Linked DNA regions of Mus musculus: regions 2 and 3 are each linked to region 1. The links are chromatin contacts, called in public HiChIP or PLAC-seq and Micro-C maps. All regions are on one chromosome and are shown on one strand. The core of a region is the stretch at or near the end of the contact, and the rest is flanking DNA. Distances in the headings are between cores, read along the strand shown.

Region 1 (3,787 bases), core at 487-2,986:
GAGGCATATCAGTAGGTTACTTACTTGCTATTCCTAAGTTTTTAATGTAAGCATTGAGAGCTATAAACTTTCTTCCTAGAGCTGTCATAGCCATATCCCAAGGGTTCTAGCAAGCCATGCTACACTTACAATCCAATTCTAGGAATGTTTTAATTTCCTCTCTGATCTCTTCAATGGCCCTATTAATACCAAGTACATTCTTTAGTCTACAAATATTCGTGTATTTTCTGTGGATTGCTCTTTCTATTAATTTCTAGTTTTATCCCACTATGATCTGATACAATGCCTACCCTAGCATAGGTATTAAACAGAGTTCTTTGAGTGAAAATGAGAATTCATTAAACAGCAGAGTAAAGTATTGAAAAATGTATAGATCCTTAGTGATAAGCAAATAAATACAAAGTATGCACTTCTTTGGGGTTATGAATAAGTCATTTTTAACTCCACTATAACAATGCAAAGTACTAAGAGTAATTGTAATCACAAAAATTGTTAATGTTTACAATAGTGTTAAAAGCCAGTTACATCAATAACATAAACTATGAAGTGGGAATAAGACAGTGAAGATTTTGGACATATTGTGATAAAAAATGTTTTATGTAACTGTCGTACCAATTTACAAATAAAAGCTGTAGTAGATACAACAAGGATAGATGAAAATATATGAGCATACCACAATGAAATCAGCAAATGACAAAGGAAGAGATTTAAAAAAAATAGTAGCATATAACTATGAAACAGATAGTGAAACAATTAAGTAAAGAGCCCACCTAGCCAGGGCTCACCTTTCAGTGGTTACTTTCTTTAAATCTGAATGGATTGTTCTTACCTAAGATTAGTTTAGTGAATTTTAAATGATAAAATTATAGAAGACTCACTAGAATTTCAGGACATTAGGAAGCTAAAAGGAAAAGATTCGGATGCTTTCCAAAAGAACAAGAGTGGATACATGAATTCAAAAGAAACAAACAATCCTTAGTCAAGTCACAAGAGTGCAAGCAGAGATGGCATGTATAGTGGGGTGAAAGTATTGATAATAAAGAACCCAATGGGAGGCTGGTGGTGCCGGCTTCTGCCATCCACTAGAGAGTTGTCCAACTCCAGGCTCCAGGGCAGAAGCAGTCAGCTTTACTTAGACACAGAGTGGAAGCCCTGGATCTCCCAGGTATCGTTCCTTGTAAGTCCCACAGTTTAAGGGCTCTCTGTATCTATGGAAGTTCGGGATTCTTCCCACCTGAGTCAGATATTCATTTGTTGATATTCTTGCATTTAAGTTCGTCTTCTATGAGAAATTTTAGGATAATTAAAGGAATATTGTCTAGGCTATAGAGCACCATTCTGCCAAAGGCTTTCTTAGAGAGTAAAAATGTCCTACAGAGTAAAGCTCTTTGCTCTGAAACTTGATTCTAAGGCAACATGAAAATAAAATATCAGCAGAAAAACCTGCTAAGCCATGACCAGGAAACACTGACATGGGAACAAAAGAGCGGTGTGTTAGAAATGAAAGTGAGGGTAGATATGACCATAATTCATTGCATGCATATATGAAATTCTCAAAAACAAGGTAGGGGAGGGGGGAATGGCAGAGCAGAAATACAGAGCCTAGTGGTTTTTGGTTCATTTTCTTAATACAGTTTTGTGCTGCCAAATGAATGATGACTCCTCTAAGCTCCAGATAACATATTAAGTAAATAAGAAGCACACTAGGGTTTTAAGCCGTCAGCCATCAAGTTCCTGTTTCTAGGGGCCAAATGTAAACTATGACCTTAGAGATATCATTTTTATGAGGATAAGTCCCTCAATGTAAGTGCTCCCTCTGCCTCTGCGCTCTAGTATTGGAAGCATTTATCTCCCTGCTGTACTAACGTGCAGCCTTCCTTCAGGCCTCTCTTTCCTGTTTGCCTTAAAATCTGTTTTTAAGTAGAGCATTTTAAACTTCCTTTTTTCATTGCTTTCATGCCTCATCTCTTTACTCAGTTGGCTTATACTGGGTAGAATTATCTCTTTCCTTTATTGCTACCTCAAATTAGGGATCTAGTCATACAATTTTCTATGCCCATCCATCAACTTGTTTTTTAACCTCTGAAATGTTCAGTTTATTCTATTTATTCTAATTCTTCTTATAGACCTCTAAATATTAGCTTTTCTTATCTGAGTTTTCCTATATATGTATACTCCTCTAATTTTTCTAATATAGAATTAAATCTAAACTCCAACATTAACTTTCATGATTACATTCTGATTTTTTCATCACTTCCCACTGTTGACAGGAATTTCACCTTCAAATGTATGTCTCTTGCTGTGGTTCTCAAAAATTGGTTTTATCATCCTGCTACTTTACTCCTTCTAGTTAATCTTTTATTTTTAAATTTATTACACAAATACAATTAATTTCCAATCTATTACTCTAGCTTGACCCTCTCCTAAAATCTAGCACAGTTCAATTGCTTTTAGAAAATCACTGATCAACCTCCTCTAAAGCCAACTGATGCTTATACCCAAGCCTGTTCCCATGCAGTTTTTTTACATGTCTCAGTAGCCCTACCATAATATATGTCATTATCCTTGATGCTTTAAACTCACCCTGTTATTCTTTTTCTCTCCTTTATATAAAATCATTCACAAATTTTACATTTTATGTCTCTTAACATTTCTTATTTCTAGGTAGAATCTCTTAACATGATATCACCTAAGTGATGGCTTCTCCCTTTTTTCATAAATCTTTACCCTGAAGGAGCATTTCTAGTTTTACATTTACAGTTATCTTTCCTGCATCCATGTTAGCACACCAGTCACTTTCACAAGTACCTCAGATAGCTGTCAATCTAAGAACTTGGAACCAGGAAGGGATAATGTAGACTGCATAGCAGAATCCCTTACTCAGCCCAGAAAGGCTATCAGTTCCCAATACTATCCCAAATCCATAATCATCAAGTCAATGCTTGCTCGCTTCTAAAGAGAGAGAAATCACAACTTTGAAATTGTTCTCCTAAGTTAAAACCTTTCAAATTAGGTGTATCCCTGTGTCCTTGGGCAGTCTACTAATCTATATAGAGCAAGAATAAATCCTCTCACATATGACAACCTTCTAAATATAGTCATTGTCTCTCACACTCAGGTGCAACTCTTCTTGTAGTATATTATATACTGTTCATGTGTTATGATCATAATAGCTTTTGTGGCTACAAGCTTTTCTATCTGGCCTCTTTGTTCTAGAATAACAAATCTGGGACTTAATTATTTAAGAACGAATGCCTAGGCCATAAGGTCTGGCTCATTCCATGACTAGCTCATAACTTATGTAACTTATTTATTCCATTCTATGTGTGCCACTTGGCTGGTTAGCTCACCTCAGTTTCATACCTCGTCTCCTCTGAGTCAGATGGTGAGTGTCCTACCTGACTCTCTCTCTTAGCCGGAAGTCCCAGCCAAAAGTCCCGCCTTCTAATCCTGCCTCAGTTTCTTTGCCATTAGCTTTTTTTATTGACGGGTAATTCTTCAACACAGTCCACGGGAGATTATCCTCACAGTTCTCTCCTAAAATGTAGACTCCATAGTGGTTGGACTAGAGCTATTCTTCCCAGGGCTATGAGAAATTAAGTAGCAAGTAGGACTTACAGAGTTTCCACTCAAATTATAGAATATGGAGAAATATTGCACTAGGTTGTTGCTGGTTAAGGTTATGCGCTTCCCCCGTGTACTTTCTTTCTTTTCTGTAAGAGGGTGTATACAGGTTGCGTTATTCCCAAGACCATCACAGCCTCTATCCCCTCTGCAGACCAATAGG
Region 2 (4,213 bases), core at 454-2,953, 330 kb after region 1:
GATTCGTATAATAATAATATACAGTTCTGTTGACTACTTCAAAACAATTCATAGCAGTAGTAGCAGAAATAGCTGTTTATATTGCTGCAGGCTCAAATTTAGTTAACACACTGGTTATCTAAATAAGGAACATTCCTTAGAGGTTCATATTTTAATTAGCATCTTTTTTTCCCCAAGTAGGGACTGGATAATTTTTATATCATGAGTTGTATTTACAGCTGGAGCAATGCCTCTGTAATTGAGTCAGCCAAGAATCAACCCAGCCATAATTTTCATCAGCGACCTGTATGGTTTTCCCCAGCTAGAGGGAAAACCAGGGACCTTCCCCTGGCCACCTGCTCTGTGGATGATGGGAAAATATGACAGCTTGACTGACAAAGTGATGAGATTATATAAAAGAAGGAGAAAAGAAATACACACACCCTCAGGGTATAACTCAATGGTAAAGTATAGGCTTGGCACACTGGAGGCCCCGGGTTCAAACCCAGCTCACAGTCAGATACAGCAGTGCTGGGCTGGAGTCCCGGAGACTTTGTTTGCTGAATCTTAAGGACCCATGAACTCAAGACCAGATGGGGCAACAGAGTGAGATTCTGTCACATAATAACAACAAAATACTTCCAGCCACACACACACACACACACATACACACACTGCTCTCTATATTGTCTCTTTCCTTTTCTTTGTTAAAGTAATTCATAATGTTTTATTAGATTTTTATCTAAATTCAAATTGTGATGTGTAGACATTTCCCTCTAACATCCCTGAATTTTTCCCTAGAGAATAACTACAAGGCCCCATGCCATTTCCTGCCGTGTAGTGTGGCACTCGTAGGGGAGTTAGTTCTTGGGACCTCATGGTAGGAATGGAAATGCTCTCATATCTCCTGATCTAGAGGGCTGCTCTGAGTTCAGCAATGCGAATCCCTGGGCTTCTCTGCTTGTTCCCCTGGACGACTTTCCACTCCTGCCTTCAGGAACCAGATTGTCCGAGCCATTATAGCAACATCCCATCTTCCGTGTACAAACTTGTGAAATACCAGCTTTTCATCTCACTGTCGGCAAATGGACGCCTTATGCACATACAGAACACTCTGCCACGACTCTAGTCACTGGAAATAACGTGGCACTGACATCAGGGAGTCACATAACAGACGACATGTCTAAAGGACAGAACTATTTTCCACAGAGTATTAATTTACCAACTTCCTACATGACAATTTCCCAAAGCAGCCGAGAACATCTGTGACCCGCAGGCTTCATGTTTCCCTTAATGGGGCACTAATTGTTTTTAAATAAATGTCCCCCACTGTGCAAGCTCTCAACGTAGAATAGAAGTGGGTTGAGGGGTAGAAAGCCTAGCCTATCATTCTGATGTCTAAAATGTCACACTTTCAAAGATGCCAGGGAGATGAAATGCATTTAATAATCAATGTAAAAAATTTAACACATGTTGAAGCTCCTGTTTGAATTATAAAAGTATCAATTATAAAATGTCTACCCTCCCCCGCAAAAATACCAATTTCCACTCCCTATAACATTGCTCCTTAAAATGGTTACAGGCGGGATCCACATGCATACAGCAGACTACACAGGCGTTGCTGGTGCATGCGTTTTGCTGGCTCGCTCTTGACACAGACTATTTTCTGCACGAAAGGCTCTTTCATTGTGTTTTCCTTATTTGTATCTTTTTCGGGGTTTGGAAATGAGGTGTTTTCATAGCGCCACCTTGTGGTCATGAGCCATATGAAATTTATACACCCAGCCTAACCTCAGCTTCCTTTCCCGGACTCGGCTTGTTGGAGATTTTTGTTTCGCCTTTGTTATTGTTTTCTCTTTCCTTCTAGTTAATATTCAAGAGTTGTTCTTTGCCAGTGATGCTACTGAGAATAATGACCCAATTCAAACAAAATAGACCATTAAAAATTTTTATGAAAATGTCCTAATGTAGTACCTGCACACTTAGGGATATGCCCCTCAATCAAGGGACTGCGGAGAGGGGTGTGCTAAAACCCCATGGGCACAGGAGAAATGTTGAGGCGGGCTTTAACTGAGAGCATTCTGGCTAAACTTCCCTTACATCTGCCGTGGTTTTCAGGGCTGGCGCTGGTCTGAAATTCAGAGAGCTCAGCAGGACAGGCAACTGATTCCAAGGCACAACGATGGGAATATTAAAGCCATTGATATTCTCCACACGGCAGCAGGAGCCACAGCCAGGTGCTAAAGGAATTGGTGGTTTATGAAGAAATAATCAAATATTCTTTCCTTCCCTTCTCTTTTTTTTGTTTTGTTTTGTTTTGTTTTTTGTTTTTTTGTTTTTTGTTTTGCTTTTTTTTTCCAGCCTCACACCAGACCCAGCCTTCTTATCTCCAGGGAGAAGAGTGCCACTCTGTAAAAATAATAGAACTCTTCCCCCCATGTCTCCCAAAACCACTTCAATTCTGAAGGCTTCATTACACTCGAAGAAACTCCGGTCCAATGACAGGTGTGGACTGTCAAGCTTTGAGGTAGGTAATCATGGAATAGAGTTTTTAAGATTTAGATAACTAAATCCACTGAAGGCTCCATCCACCTTTGTAAGTCGTTGACTCTCAGAAATTTGAAACAGGCCGGGAGGTAAATTTGCATGGTAGAAACAAAAGAGGAGAGGATACCTGGGGGTGACATTAACAAGAAAGGACCCGGTCCCTGGGCTACTTAAGAGCACCAAGGCTGCTCAAGGACCTTCCCTGAGTGGAGGCCTTGGAAAAGGTGACCTAATTTAAAGGGCGAGCTGAGATTCACACATAACTTTGTGCATGCATGCGTGCACATAAGCTCAAGGATAAACATCCAGCCCCGTTGGCATAGACATCGGGTTTCGCCTCAGCTCCTAGATTTGACCTCTGTGAAAGACAATGGCTTCTGACTTTCTCAAACGTCAACAAGAAATCCGCAAAGAAGGCATAGGGGTCAAGGACTCGAAAGTCGCATTTGTAGACAGTGTCACAACAGTGTCGCCCTGACAGAGCGGCTGAGGATAAAACTCTTATGTGTTTGAACCTGGAGAGGATGAGGTAACTGGATGGGCCACAGGAAGTCCCAAGTGGGCCACGGAAATTGACAAACCCCCATGTGTCATCCCACAAGTGAAGGTTCTGGAAGTTTTCCAAGTCTGCCAGTGATCCCAGCTGACCTTTCTCAGTCTGGCAGACTCGGGGCCAGACTGTGGAGAAAATGACTGAGAAGCAAATTCCTGCTGCTTCCTGGTGAGCCCGCTTCACTTTCCAGTAAGTCCCCAGTGGTATAATTGTTCCTTTATCTGCACAGGAAGAGAATTGTCGATTCCTTCTGGAAACTAGAGAGGGCCTGCCCACTCTCCTGGATGCTGGCTCAGAGTCTGTGCATAGGCAGACCTGGAAGGAAGCCCGGTCCTGCGGGGACCACCATGTCATAGTAGCTCTCAGCATCAGGCTGGATGGGGACTTTAATTCTCTAAGATTCAAAGGCCTCGTTGATGATCACCAAGCAGAACTTGCTGTATGTTACTATGAAACTTGGACCAACAAAGGGTGACCCACTGGCCAAAGCCAGGCCCTCTCCTGTGTTTATGACCGCGTCTTTTCAGAAGCATATCCCCGCTCGTTCACATTAGTCCCCTGTACACCAACTCCCCTCCATGGCAGAGGTGAGGAGCTGCACCAGAGCTCCCATGTCTGCCCAGCCCGGATTGCTCACTGCCTGGGCCTTCACATGAGAAAAGCTCACTGACTCCAGTTCAGCAGAAAGGCCGTTCTGGTAAGGCAGTGTAGTATCTGGAAAGACCCTGAGAAGGGACTCAAAGGCCTGAACTCAGGCTCTGCCTCTATCAGAAACCAGCAGGTGAATGACTGAATACCTTTCCAGGGGCACGGGATGTAAAAAAAAAAAAAAAAAAAAAAAAAAAATGTGATCTCCATCTCCAGTGCCAAACTGGTTACCCAATACTTTTTGTTTCCAAAAGCTTTTTTTCCTATTTGTGACCCAAGGACTATGATATTTGAGGTTATTACATTGGTATTGACACCTTGTAAAAAATAAATAAATATGGGAATACAGAGATAGAGAGTTCCTTGGTTTAAAGCACTATCTGCTCTTTGAGAAAACCCAAGTTTGGTTTCTAGCATCCATCGAAGTAGAGTACCCTACAACCATCTATAACTCCAGCCTCAGGGGGGTCTGACACCCTTGCTGGC
Region 3 (4,096 bases), core at 1,470-3,969, 450 kb before region 1:
GGACATCATAACAAGGTCTAGGAAAATAACATCCCAAATTCTTTCATAACAAAACTTGAGGAACATTAGAAAGTTATGTTTGTAGTGTTTTATGAATTTTTTTTTTTTTGTAATTCATAGTCCTACTCTAGCTGTGGAGGGGGCTAAGGAACTGAAGAGCCGGTAGTTTTAGCTCTCCTAGCAGGAAGCAGGCTCTGGCTCATTAGGAACCTTCTCCATTACCATAGGGCTCAGGTGTGGATTGCTAAAAAGAATGATAAATGTCACCAACTCTGTAGCAACTGGGAGAAATATTGAAAACAAAAGGTAAAACAATTTGAAACCACACACAATCACAGCTTCCTTTCCTATTCTGTCAGCTCAATGCTACCAGCCATTTAATTCAATTATCAGTGGCCAGGCAAGCTACACCTCAGGAGTATATTTGTCAAGGATCTCCAGAGAGAATAATGACAGGTGGACAATTTGCTAGGGGAATCAGCTCAAGTTATCACGGAGACGAAGAGGTTCTATAACAGACCATCTGCAAGCTGGAGACTCTTGAATGCCAGAAGGGTCTTTTAGGCCAAGCAAACGTTTGGGAATCTGGAGGGGGCCAAGGAGACAAGTCTGGGAGTCCAAAGGCTGTGCCCCATTGAGTTCTGATGTTTAACTGTAGGAGAGGAAGGGTGTTTCCATGCTAAGGTAGAGTTAGAATAATTCCTTTTTTTGTCTTTTGGGGGGGTCTCAAAGCAATATGTTGGTACCCCCTACATTAAGAACGTATCTTCCCATTCAGCTTATTCAGATTTATATCTGTTCTCTAGAATCAAATTTGGAGCTACACCACAAAACACCGAATTGCTGGTTCCTCTACATAGCCCTTAACTAGATAAAACTAGTAATCAAAACTGAGTGTCACAGGTACTTTGTGTTTATTAGGGTTTTTAGTTTAAGGCAGTGGTTCTCAACCTTCCTAATGCTGTGACCTATTAACACAGTTCCTCACGTTGTGGTGACCCCCATCCAGAAGCTTATTTTCATTGTTACTTTATAACTTTAATTTGCTGCTTCTATGAGTCATAAAAATCTGATATACAACCCTTGTGAAAGGATCATTTAACCCCAAAGGGGTCAGTATCCATAGGTTGAGAACAGCTGCTTTAAGGTCACAGGAGTTGTCTAGTACCATGGTTCCATGACTGTTGTGGGTATAACCAACTATTTTCTTATTGGTCTTGAGGCCTGTTTCATAGGAAAGAACTCATGCCTGGATTTGTAAACCTGGCCAAGAGTCCACAGCTGAGAGATCATAGTCCCTCGTGGGGAATCGACTGCTATTGTTTTGCTAAATGATCTAGTTGCCTTCCCAATACGCAGGTCTCTAGCCACAGATGAGTGCTGCACACACCTATAGTTGGAGATGCTTCATATAACAACGGAGGCAGCATCTAAGACCAAATTTTATAGGATAAGTAATGGAGAGCAGCTAGCTCTTAATGAGATAGCTATATCATCTCATCATACAGAAGTAGAAGATCTGGAAGGGCCAGAGGTAAGGAAGGACTGGGTCAAATAGGCCACTCATGAACTCAATAGCTGTAGTTGCCTGCACAAGTCTTACATAAGATCAAATCTGCCAGAAGACCAGCATTCCCACCTCTAGCTGAAGAGCTATTGACAGTTGCTGGCCCTTAGAGGAGGGAGATTTAGTCTTCTTTAGGGCAGTGGCCCTTGGTAAGTTGTCTGTTCTCCAGTGGACGACTCACACCCACAAGAATATGGATAGCAAAAATTGGACTCAATGTTGTTGTTAGCTTTAAAGGTCAGGAAATTGGGTGGGAATGAGGAGGCTGGAGAGTGGATCTTGGAGGTATTAGGGGGAGTAGTGGAAGGTGAATATGATCAAAATATATTGTATGCATGTATAACATTCTGTATGAATTAATACAAGTAGTATATTAAAAATACTTCTGTTATTGGCAAGATGGTGTAAGTAAATTCCCTGTCTCTGTCTCTCTCTCTCTCTCTCATACACACATACAGAAGTAGAAATGTGACATGTAGAGAAGAAGGGATCCATCAGGAGAGGGAGGGGCATCAGAGGAAAGTGAGGAATAAAATAACTAGGATTCATTATACAAGTGCCTATGTAATTTTAAAAAATTAAATAAACAGTGCTTCATTTAAAGTATCTAAAATAAAATATCCTTAAAGGCTGTTGAATTCATTTGACTTTGCTAGACTATTCAGAGACACATTACTAAAGTAAGTTTTTTGATACATTGAAAATTGGCAAATAAATTACTTAAATGGACAAAGCTAGGAAGCACATTTGGAAGTCGCACAAGTTGCTCTTTTTTTTTCCTGAGTCACAAACCATGCTGATGGCCTTCTGTTTCTGAGACCCTGATCTCTGTACACGTTGCATACCATCATTCACCTCCCCAACCCTGCTCAGTGGTCCTGTGCCATGTTTCCTGCCGTCCATGCTAATTGCATGCACTTTCCCTTGCTTTGAACTTGCTGTGACAAATACAGTATTATACAATGACCTGAGCTAAAACAAGGACATGTCTCTTTGAACTGAAGTCTCTCAGTAATCAGAAATGTGTTCGTGTTAAGCAGTAAAAGGCCTCGGCCTGTGGTTTTTTCACAGAAACAGGAAGCAAACTAAGACAGCAACTAAACCTGAAACTTGATTAATGACATGGCTGGTGGGGAAATGGGCATTTGGCTAGAATTACAGGCAGCAGACTGGCTGGGACTGGCTCTGCACACTGCTGCCCTGATGAGCCACTAGCAGAATGAGAATCGGAATGTGGAATTTCTAGATTCTTAATGGTGTTGAGTGTCAACTGTAATGTTGTAACACTGTAATCGAGTGTATAGGACTTTATTCTTTTTTTTTAAATATTTTTTATTAGGTATTTTCCTCATTTACATTTCCAATGCTATCCCAAAAGTCCCCCATACCCTCCCTCCCACTCCTCTACCCACCCACTCCCACTTTTTGGCCCTGGCGTTCCCCTGTACTGGGGCATATAAAGTTTGCAAGTTCAATGGGCCTCTCTTTCCAGTGATGGCCGACTAGGCCATCTTTTGATACATATGCAGCTAGAGTCAAGAGCTCCAGGGTACTGGTTAGTTCATAATGTTGTTCCACCTATAGGGTTGCAGATCCCTTTAGCTCCTTGGGTACTTTTTCTAGCTCCCCCATTGGGGGCCCTGTGATCCATCCAATAGCTGACTGTGAGCATCCACTTCTGTGTTTGCTAGGCCTCGGGATAGTCTCACAAGAGACAGCTACATCTGGGTCCTTTCAGCAAAATCTTGCTTCCTTTCGTCACAGCTCCAAACATTGTCTCTGTAACTCCTTCCATGGGTGTTTTGTTCCCAATTCTAAGAAGGGGCAAAGTGTCCACACTTTGGTCTTTGTTCTTCTTGAGTTTCATGAGTTTAGCAAATTGTATCTTATATCTTGGGTATCCTAAGTTTCTGGGCTAATATCCACTTATCAGTGAGTACATATTGTGTGAGTTCCTTTGTGATTGGGTTACCTCACTCAGGATGATGCCCTCCAGGTCCATCCATTTGGCTAGGAATTTCATAAATTCATTCTTTTTAATAGTTGAGTAGTACTCCATTGTGTAAATGTACCACATTTTCTGTATCCATTCCTCTGTTGAGGGGCATCTGGGTTCTTTCCAGCTTCTGGCTGTTATAAATAAGGCTGCTATGAACATAGTGGTTCTTAAGGATGAAAGAGAGTCTTACATCTGAAGCTTTTATCTTAATTTTACATGTGAATATATTCATTTATGCATGTCTAATTATGTATGCATAGATGTTATAATATATGGTAATATGTGTATAATTCTTATATGTAAGTTCTGTTAGACTAAACTTTTTAAGTCAAATCTATTTTCTATTTTAATCACCTTTATATACTGAAGATCTTTGGGCATGTCTGATACATAGCAGAGGTTCAATAAATATTTGATGTCTGTATGAAAATACCTTAAAGAAATTCAAGATTCAAAATAAAAATCCAGTATTGTTCATTTGATGTAGGAGAAAACTACATTAGAAATGGTCAATTCATTTGTGAAACATA

Evidence for each region. HiChIP or PLAC-seq counts read pairs in DNA pulled down with a chosen protein or histone mark. A called contact is a pair of places that touch in the nucleus more often than the background predicts.
Region 2: a contact with region 1 is called in a Micro-C map of granulosa cells, with 3 times the contacts expected there. The contact joins two enhancer-like sites. A contact is called at or near these places in 1 of 15 datasets of contacts at CTCF or cohesin (the NIH/3T3 cell line), 9 of 484 Hi-C or Micro-C datasets (the C10 cell line, the HPC-7 cell line, brown adipocytes and 5 more) and 5 of 115 datasets of contacts at active chromatin or transcription factors (embryonic basal ganglia, fibro-adipogenic progenitors, heart atrium and 2 more).
Region 3: a contact with region 1 is called in a RAD21 HiChIP or PLAC-seq map of pro-B cells, with 4 times the contacts expected there. The contact joins two enhancer-like sites.

What each region holds. Positions count from the first base shown.
Region 1 is chr13:102,310,500-102,314,286 of GRCm38.p6, forward strand. No RefSeq gene overlaps it. Among named protein-coding and RNA genes, the nearest start is that of Gm36703, 37 kb to the right of the region's middle. Within about 2 kb of position 1,737, at least 5 of the 459 cell types and tissues checked have an H3K27ac peak or open chromatin away from gene starts, as enhancers often do. A contact at or near this core is called in the HPC-7 cell line and pro-B cells, where this site is marked.
Region 2 is chr13:102,643,323-102,647,535 of GRCm38.p6, forward strand. No RefSeq gene overlaps it. Among named protein-coding and RNA genes, the nearest start is that of Gm41046, 21 kb to the right of the region's middle. Within about 2 kb of position 1,704, at least 71 of the 459 cell types and tissues checked have an H3K27ac peak or open chromatin away from gene starts, as enhancers often do. A contact at or near this core is called in the HPC-7 cell line, where this site is marked.
Region 3 is chr13:101,864,387-101,868,482 of GRCm38.p6, forward strand. No RefSeq gene overlaps it. Among named protein-coding and RNA genes, the nearest start is that of Pik3r1, 98 kb to the left of the region's middle. Within about 2 kb of position 2,720, at least 59 of the 459 cell types and tissues checked have an H3K27ac peak or open chromatin away from gene starts, as enhancers often do. A contact at or near this core is called in pro-B cells, where this site is marked.